Regions from separate parts of the Sus scrofa genome. Here all the other regions are linked to region 2. The links are chromatin contacts, called in public Hi-C and promoter capture Hi-C maps. All regions are on one chromosome and are shown on one strand. The core of a region is the stretch at or near the end of the contact, and the rest is flanking DNA. Distances in the headings are between cores, read along the strand shown.

What was found. Promoter capture Hi-C pulls out the DNA fragments that hold promoters and counts their contacts. Hi-C and Micro-C count contacts between places; a contact is called where the count stands out from the background.
Region 1: a contact with region 2 is called in a promoter capture Hi-C map of liver, with 11 times the contacts expected there. The contact joins the enhancer-like site here to the promoter of FERMT2 in region 2. A contact is called at or near these places in 2 of 5 promoter capture datasets (both in liver), 24 of 47 Hi-C or Micro-C datasets (adipose tissue, alveolar macrophages, brain and 12 more) and 1 of 2 datasets of contacts at active chromatin or transcription factors (skeletal muscle).
Region 3: a Hi-C map of fetal liver shows a contact between it and region 2, with 1.6 times the contacts expected there. The contact joins the enhancer-like site here to the promoter of FERMT2 in region 2. A contact is called at or near these places in 1 of 5 promoter capture datasets (liver), 6 of 47 Hi-C or Micro-C datasets (embryonic fibroblasts, fetal liver, fetal skeletal muscle and 3 more) and 1 of 2 datasets of contacts at active chromatin or transcription factors (skeletal muscle).

The regions. Positions count from the first base shown.
Region 1 is chr1:182,483,307-182,487,468 of Sscrofa11.1, reverse strand. No RefSeq gene overlaps it. Among named protein-coding and RNA genes, the nearest start is that of GNPNAT1, 62 kb to the right of the region's middle. Within about 2 kb of position 1,603, at least 2 of the 83 cell types and tissues checked have an H3K27ac peak or open chromatin away from gene starts, as enhancers often do. A contact at or near this core is called in fetal liver and liver, where this site is marked.
Region 2 is chr1:182,603,956-182,608,184 of Sscrofa11.1, reverse strand. It overlaps FERMT2 (fermitin family homolog 2), which reads left to right and starts at 1,295. Exons shown (of 18, transcript XM_021102113.1): 1 at 1,295-1,570; 2 at 3,227-3,392. The coding sequence starts at 3,236.
Region 3 is chr1:182,533,544-182,538,281 of Sscrofa11.1, reverse strand. It overlaps FERMT2 (fermitin family homolog 2), which reads left to right. Exons shown (of 18, transcript XM_021102113.1): 10 at 1,521-1,570; 11 at 2,841-2,965. Among named protein-coding and RNA genes, the nearest start is that of FERMT2, 71 kb to the left of the region's middle. Within about 2 kb of position 2,506, at least 4 of the 83 cell types and tissues checked have an H3K27ac peak or open chromatin away from gene starts, as enhancers often do. A contact at or near this core is called in fetal liver, where this site is marked.

The sequences.
Region 1 (4,162 bases), core at 354-2,853, 120 kb after region 2:
CTATCACATTTAGGAGGGATGCAATGAGGTCCTGCTGTATAGCACAGGGAACTATATCCAATCACTTGTAATGGAACATGATGGAAGATGATGTGAGAACAAAGAATGTATATACATATGTATGACTGGATCACTTTGCTCTATAGCAGAAATTGACAGAAAATTGTAAATTAACTATATTTTAAGAAAAAAAAATTTTTTTAAATAAAACAGACTCTTAAACCTCTCACAACAGTAAACGCAATACAGTATGAAATTATGGAATGACTAATTTTTACTCGAACCAATCATACATTACACATTTTGCAAAAACTGAGGCTCTGCCTCACACCAGAATTTATCTTAAATAAGACAAGATTTCAATGAGTCTCAGTTTGTTCATCTATAAAATAAGATGCATAATATTTAGGAATCTTTCCAACTTCAAAATTAGGCAGGCTTGTGCTTAACATAAAACAATACATAGCACCATCTAGAGGTAAAAAGAAATACTTCCCTACATTTTCCCCCAGTCAATCAATCTTCAGCAAAAGCTCAAGTAGATAAATTTCATATTAGCAGAAGTTGCCCAAGTAAATGTATTAGAATTTTAATAGCCTCTCTAATATAGGATCAAACTTTTAAAATGAATCTATCATCACATCTGCAAGAGTTTTTAGCTCCCATGTAAATCTAGCTCATTTCCTACTACCACTTTTTTAAGGGATCAACTCTGAGAAAATTGGCATTGCTTGAGAAAATTCAGGACAGCATCTTCAATGTGACTCTAAGGACCACAGATGTTATGATTACTTAATAATGTGATGTATCATAGTGTACAACAGATATGTGGTATACTGGAGGTATTCTTTACCTTTTGGGGCTTTGGGGATTTGATGAAAACTGTGGTCAAAAAACAGTTTCTCTGTGATTAAAACACAATGTCATCCTCTGGCTTCAACTTCAGGGAAAAGAACACCTGGATTGAAAAAATTCCAGTGGTGGTTTCCCTGAATCTATCTGAACTTGAAGAAAAATTTAAACTATGGAAAGGTCTGAAGTCTCTAGATTTCCAATCACCGTTAACATCTAGGATGTTACAACATTTTGTTTCCAGCCTGATATTAAGAACAGCTTCCTGGGGTACCCCTGGGGCTCAACAGGTTAAGAACCCAACACAGTGTCTGTAAGGATGCAGGTTCAACCCCTGGCCTCGCTCAGTGGGTTTAAGGACCTGGTGTTGCCGTGACCTGTGGTGTACGTCTCAGATGTGGCTTGGATCCTGCATTGCTGTGGCTGTGGCTGCAGCTTCTATTCAACCCCTCACCCAGGATCTTCCATAAGCCACAGGTACAGCAGTAAAAAGAAGAAAACAAACAAAAAAGATCAGTTTCCTTTTGGAACCTCCTTTGGAACTGCACTGGTTTAATTTGTACTTTCTGTATTGTTCTGAGTGTGTTCTTCAGGTTCACTGTGCTTAACCTTCCAATTAAATTATAAGCTCACCAAGTGAAACTGCACCTTCTGGTGGCCTTGGATTAAGTGACAAATAACTTGCTAGTGGCTATGAAGACACAATTCCTCTGGCAAATAGTAATGTGCAAAGTAAAACAGAGCTCAGGCAAATAAAGGTTAAATAATTGTGTGACAAAGTTCAGAAAGAGTGTTGCCTAAGATCTGAGTTTACCCTTGACTCATTTAAATCAGATTTAAAAGAAAAACAACAAAATCCTTTCTGAAACGGCCTTGAATTTGTCTGATCACCAATTTTTCTTCTTTTTTTTCTTTTCAGGACCTCACCTGCCACACATGGATGTTCCCAGGCAAGGGGTCAAATCAGAGCTGTAGCCACCAACCTACACCACAGCCACAGCAATATGAGATCTGAGCCATGTTTGTGACCTACACCACAGCTCACGGCAATGCAGGATCCTTAACCCATGGAGCAAGGCCAGGGATAGAACCCATGTCCTCACGGATACTAGCCAGGTTCGTTACTGCTGAGCCACGACAGGAACTCCTGATCTCCAATTTCTAACTCATAATTTGGGAAAAAGATTTCTTTTGGGGAATTGCATAATCATACATTGTTCTTTTATCTTTTTTTTTTTTTTTGTCTTTTGTCTTTTTTGTTGTTGTTATTGTTGCTATTTCTTGGGCCGTCCCGCTCCCTCAGCATATGGAGGTTCCCAGGCTAGGGGTTGAATCGGAGCCGTAGCCACCGGCCTACGCCAGAGCCACAGCAACGCTGGATCCGAGCTGCGTCTGTAACCTACACCACAGCTCACGGCAACGCCGGATCGTTAACCCACTGAGCAAGGGCAGGGACCGAACCCGCAACCTCATGGTTCCTAGTCGGATTCGTTAACCACTGCGCCACGACGGGAACTCCTTTTTTTTTTTTTCTTTTTTTTTTTTTTTTTTTTTGTCTTTTGTCTTTTTTGTTGTTATTGTCATACATTGTTCTTAATAGGGATGAGAAAAAGGGACTAAAGGTTCTACCCAAATTTTATTCTTCTAAGTTTTCAAACATCTAGAAAAGTTGAAAGAATAGTATGATAAGCAGCCTTTCACTTACCACCTACCTTTAACCATTGTTAATATTATTCATGTCACTGTATTTATTTCTGAAAAACTTAATCTGTTACAGACATCATGACACTTCACCCCCTAATATTTCAAACATCACTTATGAACAAGGAAATTCTCCTTCACAACCTCAGTGTCATTGTCACACCCCCCAAAATTATTAAGAGTGCTCTAATATCTAATATTCAGTTGAAATCCAAACGTTCATAATTGTCCCAAGGACGTCCTTTATAGCTGCTAAAAAAAAAAACCAAGATCTAATCAAGGATTACAAATTGCATATAGTTTTTATTTTATTTATTTATTTATTTTTTTAGGGCTGCAGGTACAGCATATAGAAGCTGCCAGGCTAGGAGTAGAATCAGAACCTAGGTGATGGCCTACACCACAGCCAGAGCAACACCAGATCTGAGCCGCAACATATACCATAGCTCGCAGCAACACCAGATCCTTAACCCACTGAGCAGCGCTAGGATCAAACCCAAACCCTCATGGATACTAGTTGGGTTTGTTTCTGCTGAGCCACAATGAGAACTCCAGTTTTTACTGTTTTTGAAGCATTTATTCACTGGACACTTACTACGTCCCAGTTACACAGGCCTTCCTACTTAATTTTCACAAGAAATTTGAGAGTTTTTGTTGTTACATCAGGGGGTGATGAAGTCCTTGCCTCTGAAGATTCTGATGTATTTTAATTACTCACCATTATATTCACAGAATTGAGCACAGAGCCTTGAATATACCAGGTACTGATATAAAGCTGTGGAATAAATGAAGGCATGGTGTACTTGTCCATTCTGATGGAAAAGCTACAATAAAAACATGATGAAGGAGTTCCCTTGTGGCACAGCAGGTTAAGGATCCAGTGCTGTCACTGCAGCAGCCTAGGTCACTGCTGTGGCGCAGGTTTGATCCCTAGCGCAGGCACTTCCACATGCCACAGGTGTGGCCAAAACAAACAAAAAAACTGTGATGGTAAAGTACCAAATCTGCTGTGATACTACACTGAGGCAGAGGCAGTCTCTCATCCATGCTCCCCTGCTTCTCCAGGCACTTTGATGAAACATCTGAGCAGTCTGCACTAGCTGCCTCAAGAGACTTGCTGTAGGATAACTTACAATTCATGCTAATTTTACATTTATTCAATAGATCCATTTTTCATTTTAAGATTAAAAGTGGTTTTTAATTTAGTATCAAGGAGGAAAAGGGTCTCCCATTTGTTTTCTGTTTGTTTATTTGTTTGTTTTGGTTGGTTGGTTATTTTTTGTCTTTTTTTAGGGCTGCACCTGCAGCTTATGGAGGTTCCTAAGCTAGGGGCCCAATGGAGCTGTAGCTGCTAGACTACACCACAGCCACAGCAACACAGGATCTGAGCCCCATCTGCGACCTACACCACAGCTCACGGCAATGCCAGATCCTTATCCCACTGAGCGAGGCCAGAGATTGAACATGTGCCCTCACAGATGATAGTCAGATTTGTTTCCACTGAGCAATGACGGGAACTCCTCTCCCATTTGTTTTGTTGGGTTACAGGGTATATGAAATTTGGACACAAATAAAAAGGAAGCCAACAGCAAACATAAGTTTAGTATGT
Region 2 (4,229 bases), core at 46-2,545:
TTATCCCACCCCCTGCTCCCTCTCCTTTAGGAAACACTCAGAGAAGTGGGCAGCAGTCAGAGAAGTCGGCGAGGTGGTGGGAGATTGTTCAGAAAGTAACTCACTGAAGAGTGAGGCAAGAACCAGAATGTGGAAACTGAGTAGTAAAATGGTTTCTTAGACGACAGTTGACTTCGACAAATTTGTCGGAAGGAAAGGATGTGCATATTTTTGGTTCTGAAAGGCATGTTTGAGAAACCATAGTTATTCGGAGCTTATGGGAGCACTTGCAAAGGTCTTAAGGTACAATTCTTATCTTCATTCCCGGCTCCATTTTAAATCTCGAACCCTTGCTTCCTGTCCTTTTTTTCCTCCTTGTTTTGTGCCATGTATGCTATCTCAAAGTTTATGTATCCTTATACATTGCCACACATCCCTGCGGGGATAAAGTGTAGAAATAAATATGTAGATTTACAAGTCAGGACTTCCCCGGTACTGAAATATCTCCATGGGGCAGAACTAGTGTGTCCTGGACATCTGTGTTAATTTGATACCAGCATGTTTTCCATTTTCTTTGTGCAGTGCAAAGAATCTGAAGTCCCTGCTATCCAAGAACTTATAATTTACTGGGGGATTTTAAAAAACACATAAGGAAACCCCCAAAAGTCCTGTCCAGGTGTCCAATAGCTACTCTATCAGTTGTGTCTATCGTTTTGAATGTAATGGCATGTCCATGGAAATTGATATGCTGAATGTAATTCAAGGCAGTAACAGACAAGTCTTGAATGCAAAGCCTGAATGAAAATGAAGAAGAGGGAAAAACAAAACAACAACAAAAAAAAACTCTTATTATCTCAACACCAGAGAGCTTCTTAATATTTTGGTGTATTTCCTTTCAGTCTTTTTTCTCTGCTCTGAATATTTAAGACAAAATATGCTCGTGATTTTACAACTACATGTACATATTTTTTAACCCTAACAAGTTTTTCTCTACTTTATTAAAAAACATTTTCCTCGATATTTTCAACACCGCAATTTACATAGACGTTCCCTCCTCTCTGGTTGTCCATACTGCTTCCAAGTGAATGATTTGGAACATCCATGAGTAGAAATAGAGATTAGAGACTACAGACTCGAGGCATCAATTTCTCCATGATGAGTAGCTGAAAATACTGTAGTGTTTTACCCTATTTTTGGTGCCAAACCTCTGGCATCTGACTAAATTTCGCTGCTTCTCTTTCATTCTTTTATGGGTTCCACCCCTTTCTTGAGGCCTCTAACCTCGTTTCCCAATTGTGTTGCTGAACACATCGTTGTTTGCGGGGAGGGGGAGGTCCTCTTCGAAGAGACTGACACAGGTTCAAGAAGACTTTGAGACTTTTAAAAACTGGGGTCTTTTATGGAATCTGGGACATTTTATCCGAGTCTCCCTGACTTAAATTTGTTGAGCCATGCTTTTGCCAGCGAGGCACTTTCCCCCGCTAGCTGCTTCTGACTGGCTCCCTCTCCCCAGAGTGTGGCAGTAAAAGGGGGAAGTGGAAGAAAATTGGGAGCAGGAGGACCGTTCTCCATCACTGGTCAGCGTCAACAGGTAAAGCTCTTTATTTCTTCCAGTACCTGCTGGCCCCGGTCCGGAGCTATTAAAATTCCTTCAAGGTGTGGCTGAGGGTGGGGTAGAGGATGTATATCGATCTAAACGCCTTAGTAGACTGTTAGTTCTAAATTGCATATTTAAAAACATACAAATACGTACAGAGTTGAAGAGGCTGCAGAAACAGTTTTCGAATAAAACTCACTTCCCTGATTTGCACTCCCCCCCCATACGAGCATCGTAGAACCTATGTGACTCACTTCTGGTTGGAGCTTCCTAATGGGTTAAGAGCGCAAGCAAACTCTTAGGAGTCCAGTAGGAGTTGCTGGTTGTGCCGGACATTGCTTGCAAAGCAATTTTTGTGGTTCAACTCCCTTTGGGTTTTTTCATTCTTTTGTCGGATGTTCACGGAGCTGGCTTGGGCATTTACTTTTTAAAAGTTTTTATGTCCCCAACCCCCAGTTCCAGCTCCCGGAGAGCGGCACCTCTCATCGCCCCGAGACTTTTGGGCTCGCTCCAGACGTGGGGAGGGGGCGGGGGACTTTGTTCCCTGAAAACGACCTTGTCCTGGGAATTTCCTGTAACCATTTCTCACGGACCGGCCCCCTCATCCAGCTGGAAGCCAAGACACCCGCCGCCGCGGGCGCTCGCCGAGCCTGAGACCCGAGCGCTGCAAGGAGCGCCCAGCGCCCACCCGCGCTGGGTAGGAGGCTTCTGCGTTCCCCGAGCTCCCCCTCCTCAGGTCCCGCCGGCGAGAGCCCGGATGTTGGACTCAATCCCTACGCCGGGTCCTTCATTTCCATAAAAGGGCAGCGGATCGGCGGGGCCGAGATTGCTGCCACCGCGGGCGCCCCCCGCCTCCCCCGCACAGCTCGCTCCCCCGCCGTGCGCCGCCCCGCCCCCCACCCGGGAGTCCAAGCGGCTCTGGCCCCCAGCGGGGCCGCTGGGGACTGTGGGGGAGGGGCGAGGCGGCTGGACCCGCTGCGGGCAGCTCCGCGGGGCGGGGAGGAGGGAGCTGGCGCGCCCGGCCTGAGCTGGACTGGGATTGAGGGGGCGGGGAGAGAGGGGTGGAGCACGGAGGGAGAGGCGAGGGGCCGTGAAGAGCGGACTCCATTAGTCGCTCCGGCCGGGAGGCAGCGCTTGCCTGCTGAGGTGGGGACCCGACGCCGCCGCTCGGCGAGCCGCCGCCCCCGCGCCTGTTGCAGCGCGAGCCCGGGCTTGGGAGCGCGAGGAGCTGGAGGAACGCGCGGTGAGGGGCCGGGCCGGCGGGGACTGAGGAGGAGGGCGGGTGGGGGAGCGGACTGTGCAGTCCGCGGGCGGCGTCTCCCGCCCTGGGTGCGGCCGGCAGGCAGGTGAAGCCCGCCGCGGTCCGCTAGGCGAGGGCCGCTAGCCTGAGGCCGCGCGGGGCTGGCGGGCGGGCTGCGCCGCGTCCGCCAAGGGCCGCGGCGGGGCGGGAGCGTGGAGCGGCCGCCGGGAAGCGGCGCGGGGCGCAGAATCCTGCCCGCAGCAGGGCCTGCGGCCGCTCTCCCGAGTTGGTGCGGAAACCCTCGTGTCTTCCACCTTCTCCCACCCCGCGGCCGACTCTGCGAATTCGGTGGGATTTGCCTTCCTTTGGGGGAGTGACGCTGACGAGAGCCATTTCCTCCGTGCTCGCAGGAAGGAGCCATGGCTCTGGACGGGATAAGGATGCCAGATGGCTGCTATGCGGATGGGACGTGGGAACTGAGCGTTCATGTGACGGACCTGAACCGCGATGTCACCCTAAGAGTGACCGGGGAGGTGCACATTGGAGGGGTGATGCTCAAGTTGGTGGAAAAACTCGGTAAGTAGCATCCCAGCCGCGTCAGAGTAACGACTTACCAGACTAGAGGCGGCGGGCGGCGGGTGGGGGAACTTAAGGCGGGAGGAGGGGTGAGTTTTGGAAATCTTCCTTGGCATCCCGAAAATACTGTTTTTAAAAAAGTGTAACATCTTTCAGTATTTAGAGCGTTTTCCCTTTGAATCTTGTTTTGTATTGTTATTCTTTGAAGTTTTCATAACGTGGTAATTCCAGCCTCCCAGTTAATAAACTTAATTACCTAAGAAAACTCCTAATTCTTTACATTTAGCGATTTCACATTAAAAGAAATGAGAAAAGTGGGCAAGTGAATATTGAGAAGATTATATCACAGGGTTTGTGGTTATCGATTACTATCATCAGTGTACCTGAATGTTGGTGACATTTGGTTCTGAGGATGATGTAAAATCTATTTAAGAACAAATTCTGCCGGAAAATGTGCAACTTCTGGCGCCAGTATGATGGTTTTGTAGCTGTACTGCTACGTGATGGAGTATATTAAAATGTTCCAGTCATCCACTCTTTCAGGGGTGGGGCATTTTTTGACTATCTGTAGTCTAGTCTTTAAGCTATTTTGAGCGGTTTTATGTAAGTAAATAACAAGCTAGTGAGGAATTTTCTCTGTGGCTCAGGGGTAAGAAACCTGACTAGTATCCATGAGGACGAGGGTTCAATCCCTGGTCTCGCTCAGTGGTTTAAGGATCCGGCATTGTCGTGAACTATGGTGTAGGTCGCAGAGCTGGCTCTGATCCCAGGTTGCTGTGGCTGTAATGTAGCTCTTATTCGACTCCTAGCCTGGGAGCTTCATATGCCACATGTGCA
Region 3 (4,738 bases), core at 1,257-3,756, 71 kb after region 2:
TTTCTGCAGAGATGTTTGTTTTTTGTTTTTTGTTTTTTTTTTAATAATTTTTTTTATTTTCCCACTGTACAGCAAGGGGGTCAGGTTATCCTTACATGTATACATTACAATTACATTTTTTCCCCAACCCTTTCTTCTGTTGCAACATGAGTATCTAGACAAAGTTCTCAATGCTATTCAGCAGGATCTCCTTGTAAATCTATTCTAAGTTGTATCTGATAAGCCCAAGCTCCCAATCCCTCCCACTCCCTCCCCCTTCTGCAGAGATGTTAATCTCAAGTCATGGTCAAATCCATTTAGAGTTCTCCAAATTTGAAGTATTATAGAAGAAGAAAAAAATAGGTCTCTGGAAAATTTTTAAGTGCTTAGGAATTAGTTTTTACATAAGAAATACTTATCTCAGTGTTTTTATTTTTTACAAAATTTCTATATGGAGCTACAGATAGTTTTAGCTATATTAGAAATCAATGATATATTCCTGTGGGTTGTATAAGTTGGTATTTTGATAAAATTTTTTTTTTTTCATCTTTTTGCTAATTCTTTGGGCCGCTCCCGCGGCATATGGAGGTTCCCAGGCTAGGGGTTGAATCAGAGCTGTAGCCACCAGCCTACGCCAGAGCCACAGCAAGGCTGGATCCAAGCCGCATCTGCAACCTACACCACAGCTCATGGCAACGCCGGATCGTTAACCCGCTGAGCAAGGGCAGGGAATGAACCCGCAACCTCATGGTTCCTAGTCGGGTTCGTTAACCACTGCGCCACGACGGGAACTCCAGATAAAATTTTTAATAGCTTTTTATGTCATTTGAAAATACCAGGAGTTCCCAGCATGGCTCAGTGGTTAACAAATCTGACTAACATCCATGAGGACACAGATTCAATCCCTGGCCTCACTAGTGGGCTAAGGATCTGGTGTGGCCGTGAGCTGTGGTGTAGGTCACACATGAGGCTCGGATCCTGCGTTGCTGTGGCTGTGGAGTAGCTGGCGACTACAGCTCTGATTCCACCCCCTAACCTGGGAACCTCCGTATGCCACAGGTGTGGCCCTAAAAAGAAAAAAAAAATACCATTGTACTATATGGCCGTATAATATTGATTGGCCTTTAAAATCTTTGTAATATCTATTATAAGTAATTTTGATTATTTATTGAATAAGCTGGTTCTTTTATTTATTTATTTATTTATTTATTTATTTAGTCTTTTTAGGGCTGTACCCATGGCATATGGAGGTTCCCAGGCTAGGGGTCGAATCGTAGCTGTAGCTTCTGGCCTACACCACAGCCACAGCAACTCAGGATCTGAGCCGTGTCTGCAAACTACACCACAGCTCATGGCAACGCCAGATTCTTGACCCACTGAGTGAGGCCAGGGGTCGAACCCACAACCTCATTGTTTCTAGTCAGATTTGTTTCCTCTGTGCCACAACAGGAACTCCTGAATAAGCTGGTTCTTGATGTCAATACTAAACATTAGAATTTCAAATTAAAAAAAAAATTTTTTTTAATGATTTCTTTTCCTAGGGTGACATCACTTCCATTCCTGAACTTGCTGACTATATTAAAGTTTTCAAGTAAGTACAGAAAGGGGAGAGATTCCAAATATTAATAAATAAATCAGTTTTATAGCAATGGTCACATCTTTTAAATTTACCGTTAAATGACTGTCAAATGCATCTATAAGAACATTTACCAATTAGATGAACACTAAATTGAAATGAGAGAAAATAACCTTCTTTACCAAATTAAAATTACAATACTCATTCAAGTTGTGGGTTTTTTTTTAATTTTATTAAGTTGTTTTATGTGATAAACATTGTTCTTAAGCCTGGGGAGGGGTGTGTGGGAGGGGCAGGGGGAGGGGTGTGTGGGAGGGGCAGAGGGAGCGGGATTGTGAAACCTAGGTGGATTGCATCATGCAGATTCTGACCCACATAGTGGCTTATCAGTGTAAAGCATCCCATCTGGGGAAAAGCAGTAGATAATGAGCTGCTGTTGTCAGTAGTTATTTCTTTGTTCAGAGCCCCAGAATCTTTGAATTCTATTCATTTGTTCATGAGACATTTATAACAAGGTTTTAGTGTATCTTATCCAGACTTCTAAAAAAAATTGATCTGATCAGTCATATTGCACAGAATCAAGAGAGCAAGGCATTAAGGCAGGAAGAGGAAAAGAGGTGATATGGAATATAAGCCATTGTGAAATAAACCATTTACTGTAGCTAAGTGTTATACCAGCTCCATATATGGAGCACATCTGAGCTGATAGCCCAACGTCACATGCCACTTCCTAACCTCACTTTGTTCTCCCTATAAACACCTTTGGCATTGACCTATATTTTTCCTTATCCTCTCTTCTTCATGCTTCAAGTTTGACATAAGTGGTAAGTTAAAGTCACCACTGAAATACATCCCTGAGAGATAGGCACTTCCCTCACCTTTAGTCTTGCTAGATAAACAAGAGGCAGTTGCACGGGCACCATGAGGTTAATTACAGGACCTGGGAACCTTCCAATTATTGACATTTACTTCACCTTTATTTTCCTGCCCTTCCTATGTGACCCGCTAGTGATATAGATGGCTACAACTGACAGAAGTACTGGAATATTGGTCTTGCTCTCTTTCTCTGCCTACTCACTGTAAGATCTTCCTGAGAAGATTGATTGAAAAAGAAGGGGCAAATCCAATAATAGCAACTTTGAATATAATGGCCAAAAGGGAATCGAATTCAGCATATGTAAAGCTTGGTCTCAGGCTTTTAACATTGTGAAACTTTGCTGCTAAAACATAGCATTGGTAAAGTTATTTCAAAAGTGTTTTCCTCCTAATTCTATTTGACACATAGGCCAAAAAAGCTGACTCTAAAAGGTTACAAGCAATATTGGTGCACCTTTAAAGATACATCTATTTCCTGCTATAAGAGCAAAGAAGAATCCAGTGGCACACCAGCTCATCAGATGAACCTAAGAGGTAAGGGAAGCCTTGCAATGACCAGTATTGATGGTGGAATATCTATTAGCTAACACTCATAAATTTCATTTTGCTAAGGGGAGAAATTTTTTAGCAGCTCCTTTACTCCTTTAGGTATGTATTCAATTTCACATGAATATTTTGTTGTAGTCTCTCTGCAGTCCTCACTTGAAGTATGGGATTCTACTGTTCTTTGTTTGTTTGTTTTGCTTTTTAGGGACACATGTGTGGCAAATGGAAGTTTCCAGGCTAGGAGTTGAATCAGAGCTTCAGCTGTTGGCCTATGCCACAGCCACAGCCATGCAACATCCAAGCTATGTCTGCAACCTACACCACAGCTCACGGCAATGCTGGATCCTTGATCCACTGGATCCTTGATCCACTGAGTGAGGGATCAAACCTGCATCCTCATGGATACTAGTCGGGTTCTTTACCACTGAGCCACAACGGGAACTTCCTCTACTTTTATCCTAAGAAAATTTATGGTATCTCTTTCCTATTCTTCAGCATCAGGACATTGAATTTTTCCTCATTCTGCAGGAGTTGCCTGCTTACCTGTTTCAGATTCTGCTTAATTTTCATCTGTGCTGTAGTCATCACCTCCCAGTTTTTGCTGGTTTCTCTCTTCCTCATCAGCATCCTACTCCTCTTCCTGACCTTTACTGATGACAAGCTAGTCCAGCTCAGATCCCCAGACTTTTGATTTTCTGGCTCACCAGTGGGTTAGCTGACACCAGCAGGGTTTGGCAAGGTTCTTCCTTATTGCCAACACTTCTTCCCTGTTAAAGTGTCATCTTTAACACTGTTTTCATCATGGCTTCTGGGACAGTCCCAGGATAACCTCGTTGCCATCCTGAATCTCATTGGTTTCCTCTTGTCTCTTCTAGCTGCCATCCTGAATCTCATTGGTTTCCTCTTGTCTCTTCAAATATAAAGCTGTCTCAGAACAGGGGCTGGCATTTGAGGCACATGTAGCTAGACCTGTTTCTGCTTTCTTGTGGCAGCTGTGGCAGGCTTGTTTCCTGTGGCCTGGACTGAGCCTGGCCAAGGCTCAGAGCTACTGGGTTTGGTCTTTTTTTTCCCCCATTCAGATCTGTGGAGTTAGAGCTTCATTGCGGTTTTAGTTACTTGTATTAGTTCTTCACACCATTCCTTCACCACTTTCATGTGTTAGATGCCCTGGTTCAGGTGGTAGGAAAGTTTCCTCTCCAGGTTGGTCTGGTTCTTTTGCAGCTGGAGCACATCCTGCCACCTCTTTCTCTGCACGGCCTTTAGCTGGTTTTGCAGACTGTCCAAGATCCTCTCTCATCACTTGTGGTGATGTTATTTAAAACTGCCCAGCTCACTTCCAGTTTAGATACCACTTCCTCTGGGAAGATGTACCCCTGAGAACTGCTCTCTCACCAGCTCACAAAGCACTCACTGCACTCTTGGTAGCCAGCATGCTTGGCAGAGGATGCAGTAGATCAGTTCCTCACTATTCCACACTCCTTTTACTGTGAATTCCCTTATAGCAAAAGCTAGAAGACTAAAATACATTTTCCAGACTCATTTCCAGCGAGATTTAGATTCCAATCAGATGCATTCTTGTGAGACTTGAATTCCCAACTGAGTCAAGGGGTTGGAGAGGCAGTTCAGAAAGGAGTTAGGTGCTTCTGGGCTCTGGAGTTAAATCTCTAGATCTTATTCTTAATTTTGCTTGGTACATTGGAATATTTTTAGTATATTTCAACAAGATATCCAAATCTCTACCCTGTCTCTATTCTCCTGGTA